2 separate regions of the Mus musculus genome follow, and region 2 is linked to region 1. The links are chromatin contacts, called in public Hi-C maps. All regions are on one chromosome and are shown on one strand. The core of a region is the stretch at or near the end of the contact, and the rest is flanking DNA. Distances in the headings are between cores, read along the strand shown.

Evidence for each region. A called contact is a pair of places that touch in the nucleus more often than the background predicts.
Region 2: a Hi-C map of adipose-derived mesenchymal stem cells shows a contact between it and region 1, with 2.2 times the contacts expected there. The contact joins two enhancer-like sites. A contact is called at or near these places in 3 of 484 Hi-C or Micro-C datasets (adipose-derived mesenchymal stem cells, cortical neurons and muscle stem cells).

The regions. Positions count from the first base shown.
Region 1 is chr14:105,665,675-105,672,135 of GRCm38.p6, forward strand. No RefSeq gene overlaps it. Among named protein-coding and RNA genes, the nearest start is that of Gm6145, 25 kb to the left of the region's middle. Within about 2 kb of position 3,552, at least 84 of the 459 cell types and tissues checked have an H3K27ac peak or open chromatin away from gene starts, as enhancers often do. A contact at or near this core is called in adipose-derived mesenchymal stem cells, where this site is marked.
Region 2 is chr14:105,997,175-106,003,635 of GRCm38.p6, forward strand. No RefSeq gene overlaps it. Among named protein-coding and RNA genes, the nearest start is that of Spry2, 100 kb to the left of the region's middle. Within about 2 kb of position 2,852, at least 25 of the 459 cell types and tissues checked have an H3K27ac peak or open chromatin away from gene starts, as enhancers often do. A contact at or near this core is called in adipose-derived mesenchymal stem cells, where this site is marked.

The DNA of each region.
Region 1 (6,461 bases), core at 2,302-4,801:
GGTAACTTCCATTACTCTCGCCTTGCTCTTCTCTGTCCTCACTGTTGGATCCTTCTACCTTCCAAGTATCTGGATCCCAGGAAGGATCTTTAGTGCACGTCTGATTTGTGCTGTTTTCATATCTGTCCTGATCATTGTGAGAAACGGTAAGCCAAAGCAGCACCTCCATCTCACCTCAAGCCAAAGCAAGTACAACAGGAAACATCAGAATGATTTTCTTTTCCTGTTGCAATTTCTTTTTCACATAGGCAAGTTATTTCTGGGCAGAAAGTTTGGTCTCTACTATGTCTTATTGCCCACACTAAAGGCCATACAACTACTACCCACTTACCATCACATCTCATGCATGCTGCTTTCAGAGCATGCTCTAGGCACATAGTCTCAAGTTTATCAGGCATTTTAGGGATATCTCCCTAGACACCTTGATCTTGAGTTGCTCAGTCTCAAGAAGTGTAATGAATTATTTCTATTGTTTAAGGCACCCAGACAAGTGTGTTGGTTACAGCAGTTAACCAAAATACTTTAACAGTTCTCACTGAGTCAAAGCCAACCATAGTCTAGGATATCCACGCTTGATAGCTCCCTGTCATTTGAGATCTCTACTGTCATCTACTATGCTGGAGATGTTTGTCATCTTTCTGTTCCTATATTTTCCACATTTTCTTCTCAAGAAGAACCTTGATGTTTGTGTTGCTTGGCATGAGCTACTATGAACCTGCTCAGAGTCAGACAGAGTTCTTTTTTTTTTTCCCAGTGTTAACTGAAGCTGTACCATCAGAGTCAGGGATGCCATCTGAGGCAAAGAAGATTCTAGCTATTTTCCACCCCATTAGTCAATGTTGTGTCGCTATCTGAACGTATTGTGTTTGGTTATTTGTTTTCCTCTTTTTGCCCATCGCTCTTTACCAGAGCTGTGGTTTCCTGAGGACACACGGATCTTTTCTTTGCACCACCCTTTTCTCCAGCACTTAGAATGGTAGTTGGCAAATAAATACATTTTGAATGAATGATGGAAAACACAGGTGAAACACTGTTAGAATTAAGTGAATGAAATGAGGAAACTGATTCCATATTTTTTCAAAAGAAATGAGGAAGGGGAGAAAAACAAGGAGGAAAGGCGCAATGGGAGAAGATGCTGTGATAGGTTTAGTAGGTTTGAGCGGTGTATTTTTCACAAATGCTATGTTATTCATTATGGAATTCATCATTGGGGTACTCTGAAGCTTCTCGAACAACCTCTCATCTTGGCTCATGAGTTCCAGTGCAGGTTTCTGGAGATTTATTGGTGACAGCTTTTTCTTCCAAGAGAGTATGTCTCACTTGGCTTCCATCCATCATACACACTTCTGACCATTCTTCCTTGCATCAAACTCTCTCTTGAGATGCACAGAAGCCAGAGAGTTCAGTTGGTGCTGTGTTAGCCTCAATAATTTTCTGATTATTTTAGCAGTGCTGGGGAAAAATATGAAGTAAAAGTTTGTCTTAAGAATCTACCCTTTTCTAAATTATAGGTGATGGGACACAATAATAAGTCAGTACTGGCAAGGGTAGATGAGGGGGACAAAAATTCTAAGCCAGTGTGACATTCACAATGAGACTTGTCTCAAAACCAAAACAAATAAAAAACAAATAAACAAACAACAACACAAACGTTTATACTTCCAGGGAACTACTTCAAATACACTCACATTTTTAGAGCTTAACTTAGTCACATTTAAAAGAACATTATTTACATTGTTCAAAATTCACAATTGCCTATAGTTTCCAGACAGAAATAAATTATTCTCAAACCCTGTGGATACAGGGGCTTTGAAATAGACCAATGTGCCATGGAAACATTTTCTGTTGCATTAGTCCACAGGATAAGGAAATGTTCTAGACCAGTCCCTCTTGTGCATATCAAATACACAGACTGTGGGACTCCTGGATGCCATCCAACCCAACCTGCCACATTGCCCTGAAATAGTGTCACACTTTTCAAATTCTCCTATGAAAAGTTTACCTTAGAAATATTTTGTCTGAGTTCACCCAAGGAATTGAGATCACAATGCCCTGAGAAACGTGCTGTGTACAAGGTCTGTGACCAATGCACCAAAAACTCTAATCACCGTCAAACAGAACCTTCTAAATCTGCAGAACTGTGGGATTCGGATGCCCACACACACACAGGAGGAGTAAAGAGATTTCTCTAGCCTTGCCTGTCATCAGTCTTCCTGTTTTAACTAAAGTTTTTGTATCAGACTCAGGGACATGTACAGGGACATGTGAGTTTAAACGGGGTTACATTGTGTCACTGAAGTATCTCTCTATTCCTACGTTTTTCTCCTCACATCCAGTGGCATAGATGATTTGATCTGGATTTGTTTTTCACTGGAGATAAAGAGTATCTTTCGGAAACGTCAAGACAGCTTGTACAGGTTTAATATCAGGGGATAGTAAGATTAATGACAATAAAGAAAATACCAGGAACTGATAACACAACAGACAGACCTGAGTTGGATCAGTGATGTGCAGATGGAGGAGCCAGTTGTGCGGGATGGAAGGACGGGGTGGGAAGGAACAGTGCAGGAGGCAAAGGTTCTCTACCTCTGCTTTTCCTGTGTTTGTGAGTGTGGGCTGCAGTGGGCAGCAGCACCAAGAAAAGGGACTCAGTGTAGAGAAAACTAGTTGTTAAATGACCCTTAGGATCCAGCCTGTTAGAATCATAAAGGCAGCCTCAGTCAGAAAGGTAGGCAAGCCTCCCTCCAGCTCCAGCGGAGGTGCGAAGGAGCATAGCTGTGGGTCCTGGAAACCCGTGTTTGCACCGGACATTATTAGTATTTGAATTGGATGGTGGAGGGACAAGTGCATCTGAACTTATTAAAACACCTTACAGATGTTACGTTTTGATCCCTCTACTTAAGGCCATTTTGTCTGTATTATAAGACAGATTTAAAAAAAAACAGATTAAAGTCATTTCCCATTAAGTTCCTTAACTATTCTGAGAATTCTATGAAGCTCCAGAAGAAGTCCTCCAATTAATCCCTTTGTACCATCAAAGACTTCTATCCGCTATATTCTACTTTAATTATTTGCAAAAAATAGTTTAGGTACAGATCTTACTAGGAAAGCACTCCTCACTACTCTTTCCTTGTGCATACAGAACCCTCTCTCATAAAAATTGTGTTTATTTATTTGGTTGGTTTTTCCCTTCAGAGTCAAGCAGGCTGAAGTGAACCCATCTCATTTACCAAATAGACTTCATTTCAGGGTTACCTTGGCCGGGGCACATTAATTCTGATTAGCTAGGATTTTTGAAAATGAGTCAGCTCAAGATAAATGAAGCCTCCTGCCTAAAACCAATCGAGCTTGGCTGGGCAGGGGCTTGCTTTTCTTGCCTCTCTCTCCCCTCTCTTCCTGCCAGATTGTCTGAGAGTGCGCTGCGCTCAGGGATGGCCACCAGGGATAGCTTCAGCTCATTAACTTGCAGGAAGCTCTTCATAGGCATCACGCTTCCCTCATCTCCCGCGGAGGGTGCACTCGAGGTTTGAGCCGAGGTTTGAGCGTGGGGTGGGAATGGAGGCGTTTCCGTGCTATTTTGGTTTCTTCTACTGACTGGCTGCTCAGCTGTTCATGAGTCACCCTAACCTCAAAATCTGTCATTAGAACAGAAATAATGGCACCTATTTTCTGTGCCTGCCTGAATTGCATGAAGACATTATTCATATTTCTGAAATCCATGTGAGAATTAGTCAAGGTTAGATGTAAGGAAAAATTTTAATGTCATTGCTATTAAGTTATGATTTGTGTTTGTCTTTCAGACTTTGAGAATTCTCTGTACTGAAAAGTTAAGAATGAAAAGAGGTCTTGGGGTAAAATTTGGTATATTTGACAAGATAGTTCAAGAATACATATTTTTTCAAGATCTCTATCTATTTATCCACCATTTACCTTTCTATATAATACATTAGAACTTTTAAACTGTTATATATATATAATGCTGGGTTTTTATTCTCATGACAAATCTGAAAGGATAGTAATTTTAACTGCTGTCATTTTCTCCTGTTCCCATCTTTGTCCTACTTCTGAGACATAACCATACAAATAGATCAACACAACCAGACCTGTCTTAGCTACCATGCCACCATGAAGTGAGAAGCTGACATTAAGGCTTTGGGATGTAAAAGTCGTGGGGGTCGGGGTGGGGCAGTGGTCAGTAAACCGATTTTACCTGGATTGGGCAAGATGGTAGAACATTCCAGACCTTTGCAGAGACTGGAAATACCTGACCTATTCTTATGCTTTTAGAAAAGGGTCTCACTATGTAATTCATGCTGACCTTGAATTCATGGCAATCCTCCTGCCTCAGCCTCAGAACTTATTTATTCAAATGTTTACTTAATGACACGTTCTTGAGTAGCCTGTGCTGAATTAGACACTAGGGATGCCACTTACAGAAGACACTTGCCATAGGAGACCACACTTTAGAAAGAAGATACTAATGGAATATGGAAACAGTGTAACTCCCATGATATTTAGGAGATTCTCACTCAAATGTTGCAGATAAATGGTTCCTAAGGCAACTATTTGGAACCTCGAAGGGAAGGAATTCAGCTAATAAGGAGAAGAAAGCTCATCTATATCTTAAATATATTTTTCCTACAGCTTGTCTTGCCTACTTTAGTTGGTCTTTTTAATTTGTGAGTTTAATTTATTGTTGTTTCTGTTCCTTTATACTTACAAAGAAAATCATTAGAGGACATGGTTTTGTTTCTTAAAACATTTTATCTATAGTTGATATATTTATGAATTGTAGCTCTTAGCATTATACAATGTATGCTGTGTAGCCTTTGGTAGGGGATCATACGCAAATGTCAAAATTATGACATCATTTCACTTTTTTCTTTCAATATCCAGCTAGCTTACATGGCAGGTTTGTGTGTACAGCATATATCTGGAGAGACTATATCCAGATATTCTTTATCATATTAAGCTTCTTACACAGATTGTTGTATACTCAACCATTTGTTAGGAGTGTTTTACAAAGGCTCTGCTTGCTTGCTCCTCCTGGTCCACCCTTTTAAGGTTCCTTTCACATTGAGCAGTCTGTATTACTGATTCTTACCAATCCACTTCTGCCAGTCAGAACGGTCTTTGTGAAAAGCCTCTACGAACAAACAAAAGGAATCAATCAGATACCTGCTTTTCACTCTTCCCATCTTCTTAGGGTTTCCATTGCTGTGAAGAGACAGCATGACCAAGGCAACTCTTTTAAAGGACAACATTTCATTGGAGTTGGCTTACAGGTTCAGAGGACCAGTCCATGAAAACCAAGGCAGCTTTTAGGCAGGCATGGTGCTGGAGGCGCCGAGGGTTCTGCATCTGCAGGTTATCAGAAGACTCTGAATCATAGTGACCAGACTTAAACATACATATGAGACCTCAAAGCCATGCCTCCACAGTGACAAACTTCCTCTAACAAGGCCACACCTCCTCCAATAAGGCCTCCTCATAGTGCACTTTCCGTGGGCCAAGCATATTCAAACCACCACACAGGGTCCTAAAGAGGATAGTCTCAAGAATTAGCATTCTTCTGCCTAGAAGGGGCTCAGGTATGCAGCACCTCCCATTCCTGCACAGAAAAGATGGAGCGTAGTGCTGAGCCTCTGAGCAGGACTTCCCAACTCTGTTGCTGGAGTCACCAACTCATAACCTTGGTTCCTGATTGGATCAAGTATCACAGGTCTTGCTCCTCCTAAGCAGGACTGCCTGGTTATTGGCCTCCATCACATGACCTACATGGAGCAAGGACCTTTTTATCTTGGTGCTGTACTTTCTCTTCTGAAGATGCATTCAGAGAAAAGTAGAATTCTGGTTACTATTATCACAAATGTTCTGCTCATTAAGGCAAAATAAAGAAAAATATATTTTTATTCTAACTAGATCATGGGGATCGATATGCAAAGTTACTTTTAGATTTACCTAATAGTGTCATCTATAAGGCACGTCATCTCAATTTCAAACATTAAGTAGAATGTTTTGCTGTCTTTAGAAACTAGTTCATGATGATAATTTATGCGAAATCCCATACACATTTTGATGCTTTATTTTCATTCCTCAAAATAAGATGATGATAAACAAGTCAGACACATGTATAGAAATTGATAGAAATCAGGTAGTTTTTAAAGTTCAGATAACTATCAACTCTATTTCTAATTCATGGGATTTTCATCCTCCTTTGAACATTTTTCTCCTCGTTACAGCATCTTTGTTCTCCTCAGATGTTTGTTTCTTGCTAAAATCATTAGCACCACTCCCCAACCGAACATTTTTCAACTCACCACTTAAATCTCATCAAGAGGTTAAACCAAATTACAGAAGAGGAAAACTATTCTTTTGTAATTAGAAGAAAATAAAGGAATACTATCTTAGCAGCTCAGATTAATCAGGATCAAATTAACCTTGCATAGTCTTGCTCTGAC
Region 2 (6,461 bases), core at 1,602-4,101, 330 kb after region 1:
CTCTCTAGTACGCATTTTTCATTTCCAAGTCAAGAGTATTGCCAACAAAACCCAACCATGCCTGGCTAAAATTAGCTTATTTCTTCATGTCTTTGATCTATCTTATTCTACACTGTCAGAAACTAAAGCAGCCGGCAACTAGACAATGAAGTCAGACCTTGCCTCATCTCAGATGTGCAATGGAGTGGGGATAGACCATTGAAATCCTTCACTGAAAGTTTCCCCAGTTACAGTTTCTCTGGAAATGATTAGAGAACACTTCTGAGTTCAATTCTGTTCTGTCTCACCTCTGAGGATTCATTGCCGTTATACTGTTTTCTCCCACCAAAGTAAACTGGCTGTTGGAGGGAGTGATAGTTAAAGACTATTCGTGACGTAAAGAACAGCACACTGGGCTTATCTTCCAAGTAGATATCATTAAGGATGGTGAGGCCATGGCATTTGGGAGGGAGGGACAGCATTTCAGATAGATATAGGCTTATGTTTAGGAAGTGGATACTGAAGACAATTTTGTGAAATCACCTGTTAATGGTTTCGTCCTCTACCACAGCAGTTTCCTTTATCCAACCATCAGTTGCCACGTGAAGAAAATGTGAGTTCTTTGGGAAGTCTACCTTACCACTAATCTGTGAATAAGTCTCATTGGGAGAACAAAACTTTTATACTATTCTTAAAACGTCTAGATAAATTGGCCTTCTAGACTCAATACCTTCTCCCATTTATTTTGGCAACTCAAGGAGAGTTTTTACACCAGTCACATAAATACAATGCTCAGATCTCTTCCTGAAAACAAAACAAACAAACCTCTTCACATTTTGTCTTGTAAGCAAAGGGTTTGATTAATCCCTATAATTTCTCTTCCCTTATTATTTCAACAACACAGTGTATTCTGCCGTTCTCCCTCATCACTGTATAGGAATAGCTATTGCCATGGACTTAAATGGCTAGATGATAACCTCACCAGCCACTATACTGCAGTTCTCCTCTGACTCCATCTCTATTGGGGTCAGTTGACACAAACGTCCTCTTCCCTGCCTTTTCTACCTTGGCCTTCCAGACTGTTTTAGTCAGGGTTTGTATTCCTGTACAAAAACATCATGCCCAAGAAGCAAGTTGGGGAGGAAAGGGTTTATTCAGCTTACACTTCCACATTGCTATTCCTCACCAGAGGAAGTCAGGACTGGAACTCAAGGAGGCCAGGAAGCAGGAGCTGATGCAGACTTGATCACTAATTGAGAAAATGTCTTACGGCTGGATGTCATAGAGGCATTTCCTCAAGGGAGGTTCCTTTTTTTATAACGCTAGCCTGAGTCAAGGTAACACACAAAACCGGCCAGGACACAGACCTTGTTTCAGTGATGTTTGATTGATTCTAAATGCTTCTATCTGGTCTCTTTGTTCCTTTATGCTCCCCCAAGTTTCACCCATGCAATTTCCCTTTACCTTTGACTTTAAGTGAAGCGATCCTTACTGTAAAATGTTTTATAAATTGTAAAGAGCTCCTCTGTTACTGATAATCCCAAGAAATTACCCCCCTTTTCCACTAGTATTTTTTTTTAAATATTATTATTTTTTGTTTTTTTTGTTTTTTTTTTCCAAACAGGGTTTCTCTGTATAGCCCTGGCTGTCCTGGAACTCACTTTGTAGACCAGGCTGGCCTCGAACTCAGAAATCCGCCTGCCTCTGCCTCCCGAGTGCTGGGATTAAAGGCATGTGCCACCATGCTCAGCTTAATATTATTTCTTTATGTGTATGAGTGTTTTGCCTATATGTATGTCATTGTACTACATGAGTGCCTGTCTGGTATTTGTGGAGGTCAGAGAAGGGCATTGGATTCCCTGGAACTGGAGTTATAGATGGCTATGAGCTGCCCTGTGGGTGCTGGGAACCAAGCCTGGGTCCTCTGGAAGAGCGTTAGTGCTCTTGTCTTGAGTAGAACTTTGTGGCAATATACGACTTTCATCTCTGGTTGGAAATTTTACTTTCCCAGGTGTGTTCTTTATCTGACTGTCCAGCAGTACTGCCCTTCTTTTCCTCCCATGCTTCATTCATGAGGAATTGTCTGGTTTATTTTGAGACTCTGGAATATATAATCTCTCCTTGATCCTTCTCCAACCCCAAAATAATTTTTTTTTTTAAAAGTCATTTCTTATTTGTCAACTGGAGATGCATATTCTAAAGCAACAATTAATTCTAGAAAGCAGATGAAAAAGTTTTGCCTCAACACAATGCCCATTTTTAGCTAACAACATTTGTTTGATATAAGATAACAGACAAAAATATAATGCTAGATGTTTAGGGAATTACTGGTAGTGTCCCTTGGGACTCAAACCATCCTTACTTGGTTCTGAATTAGGACTGCACTTCTCATAGCCTGTATGTTTTGCACGGCCCTGGGGAAAGTAGAGAATCTAGAAACACAAGGATTCGTGTGGGGGTCTTAGACTCAGGAAAGTCTTTTCATTGTGTTACCTTTGGAGATTTCCTCTCTGACAGGATTGCCTAAAGGGATGAGAAATTTATTATTCATAGAGGTATCCAAAAAGAAGGTGGGGTTTGAATCTAAGGCAGATAATAATCATTCAAAATCATTACCCAAAGAGAAGGAGACTCTGAGGAAAGGAAAATGATTTTCAAATAGCACAGCATGACCGCAGGAACGAGACAGAATAATTAAAGTCAAGCCATCTCATCAGGAAAGAAACTGGTCCAGAGCGATGTGATTTATTTTCTAGACCTCGCTTCCTTAACTCATCTCTTAAATTATGGCATCCTCCAGATGTCCATTCCCGATCCACTGTTCTCACGCTGTGGACTCTCTGAGAGTGACCTCATTTCCTCTCATGAGTTTAGTTCCTGATGACTCAGTTCTCTATCTTTATCCTTGACATTTCATACAGAGTCATCCATCTGTCTACTCCATGACTCTCATAGCATTCTCTTAAAGCCCCCCAGTCAACTCCTATAAAGCAGCAATTATTCTCACCACCACAAATCTCACCCAGCCCAGCCTTCTGCCTAACACTTTATTCATATTATTCCTTTTTGTTTATTGTGTTTGCATGTGCTAAAGCCAGGCTATAAAACATCATCTTAGATATATTAAAATCCTAATTAACAACAAATCCTTATGAACTTTAACCCTTCCCCAAGAAATAACCCTTTCCTTTCTGTCACATTTTTGTTTTGGTTACAACCCCTACTATTTTGCTCTAAATGATGATAATGATATCTTTAATGACCTGTGTTCATTAACATTTGCAATGGCACCAGTACAACATGTAATTAACTTAATATGATTTTCCACATATTTAGGAATATTTCTATAACCAGGAAGGTAGAAACAGAATCTGTGAGAAGCAATGGCATGCAGTCAGCTAGCCAAGGTGGTGGATCAGAACAATATGCAGAGTACACCACCATTACAGCGTGTGTCACAGTCATCTCGGGCCTGAAAGGTACCCTCGGCTGTGTTGTTGCTGAGCAGCATAACTAGAAGTCCTTCTATACTACTTCCTCAAGCTCGAAAGTCCTGAGTGAAAGTATCAAACTGATAGTTTGATACAATATGGTAATATCATAGATATTAGTAGATAGGGGAAAAATCCTCATTTTTGGGGGGGGGGTAGTTATCATGATGCACAATGACATCTACTTTCCTGAAACTTCACATGCACACAATTTCTATTAACTGGAAATACTGAAAATTGGATAGTAGTAGTAGTACTAGTAATTTCTAATTAGTAGGATCTTCTTCCAGTCATTCAGTCATTTCTGCTTTAATCACTCTTTAACAAAAACAAAAGAAAACAAAAGGCAAAGGAAGAAAAACAAAAAGGCACTAGTTAGAAAACTGTCGGTAAGGGCTGGAGAGGTGGCTCAGGTTAAGAGCACCGACTGCTCTTCTAGAGGTACTGAGTTCAATTCCCAGCAACCACATGGTGGCTCACAACCATCTGAAATGGGATCCAATGCCCTCCTCTGGTGTCTCTGAAGACAGAGACAATATACTCATAAAATAAATAAATAAATCTTAAATGAGAGAGAGAGAGAGAGGGAGAGAGAGAGAGAGGGAGAGAGAGAGAGAGGGAGAGAGAGAGAGAGGGAGAGAGAACTGATGGTAAGATCTATTCCAGAAATCTGAAGTACACTTTTATAAAAAGTGTGATGGAATAGGCAAATCTAAGTTAGAAAATAGAAACAAACAAGTGCTGGGGAGGTGGCTCAGCAGGTAAGAGTGCTTGCTTCCCAAGCATGGTGACCTGAGTTGGTTTCTTAGACACAGGTTAAAAAAGAAAAAGCTAGGTACATTTAAAACAAAACAGTGTAGTGATGCGAATGTTTAAGGCCAGGTACCTATGGTGATGTGGGAGGTGGAGACCAGCGCACTAGTAGGGTAGGAAGCACTCAGGCCAGTTAACTTGGAGCATGTTGGACAACAGAAGCAACAGCTGTGCCTAAAAGTTGTACCTGGCCATTTTCAGACACGCCGCAGTTCACATGCACCCGAAATTATTCACACCCCCTCCCCCACAGTGAATGAATGAATAAATGCATGCATATAGACATACCTACATAAATGCATGTATACCTATATAAATATATAAATACATACACGAATACATACATACATTATATAATACATACATAAATGCAATTTGAAAATAGAAAGTAGAGACAACATATGTTCAACTTACAGAAGCATGGGATGAGATAGCACAATTGAAAGTGGTGTTGACACTTCCTTATCCAGCAATATACTGTGAGAAAAATCTAATATTTGGATGGATATAATTTATATTCTTGTAAACATTTCATGAAGATGTATAAGTAGGAGACTATGTGATTCTGGGATTTGGAGGGCAGTGCATCATTGGAAATATGTTTTTGTTACTCGTGGGGATGGTTAGATGTCTTTAAGTTGACAGGTATCACGGGGGTCTGCCGTGAGGAGGTATGCAAAGCCTGAATGTCCAGTTAAAAAGGATATCAGAAAAGTAGGCTTTCATGCTTCTAGGAGTCACCTCAGACCTAGGGACAGTAGACCATGTCACATCAATTAGTAAAGACTTAACAACTGGTTCTCTTGGGGTAACATTAATCCTGCCAAACTGTAAGTGATTTCAGCCTGCTTCTATGAAGGTATTTCTACTCTCCTGACCCATCAGTTTCCAGACCTTCTTATTTCAAAGATCTTTTTCTCATGCAATATACCTACTTGCTGTTGTCACACCCTGGACTGTTGTCTTTCCTTATGACCTTTTAACATATTATGAAACAATGAAGCTACTACAAGCAGCATTTATTTGCTATGTAATATGTAGTAAACCCCAGCAAGCTTAGCATATGCTTCAGAGACAAACGGGGTCATTGATCATGTCTGATTGTATAAAGCACTTATTACTTACAAATGTAGTAAAGAAAAAGGTGATTAAAAAGTAGAAAGTTTTGAAATTTTAGTTTGTTATAAAATCAGCGACCTTCAAAAATGGTATAGGAACAAGAATCAAGGATGACATTCTTGCGTGCGCTCAACTGGCCAGGAAGAATGACGCTGCTACAGGATCCTTCTGCACACATTTATTCAGTCCTGTTTCTTCTTGTTTATATCTCCCTTGTTTATATCTCCCTTGTTTTTATATCTCCCCCGAACCCTGGGCCTCTCACTCTTTTATACTCTCAGTTCCCATCCACGCACAGCAGGCCACACCCCCTCGCCAGTCACGAGGCTTCAGCTAATCAGGGCAGCAGGGGCAAATCTCCACCAAATTGGATTCACCTGTATCCTGGTACACCTGCGCAGCACTCAAGATGTTTGTGTCTTATATGAGGAAGTCAGGTGCAAGTCATATGACTTAGCTGCAGTCCCTGGCGCCTTTGGGACTGCCGCCACACCCGCTCCCCACAATTCCCCCTTTTTTCTTTTTTGGCAGAGAGAATGTCTGTAGATAGCCCCTCGCAACCATGCCCCTTACCTGTCTTTGGGAGACAAACAGCATTGGTTTGATCCCTGTCTTAGGTTGGTGACATGCCCAGGGAGTCTTATCACTGACTACCTCTCAATCATGCCAAGCCACTCCTGGGGAGATTGTGTTTTGCTTGCGGCAGGTGCATCAAAAGGCCAGGATGTTGATTAATCTATGGCCAGATCTTAATTGCTGCAAGCAAGCCTCATGGGTGAAGGTAGAGGTCTGATCCCCAGTGTGCAAGCATAGGGGCCCTACACAAAACCATCCCTTAGGCTCATCACCCAGAGAGGTCTTGGCCAGCTCCCGTGTCGTTTTTCCTAGGGGAAGGGAACTAGGACACTGAACCTTCATGCAATCAGACGTGCCTTCCACAGGATGCCAACAGCAAGCTATCCTCTGTGCAGTGCTTAGCCTCGCACCCCACGGCATAACGCAGCATAATTTCTTTTAGAGCAGCAAACCGAATCTGAGGAGATTGTCCCGCCTCCACTG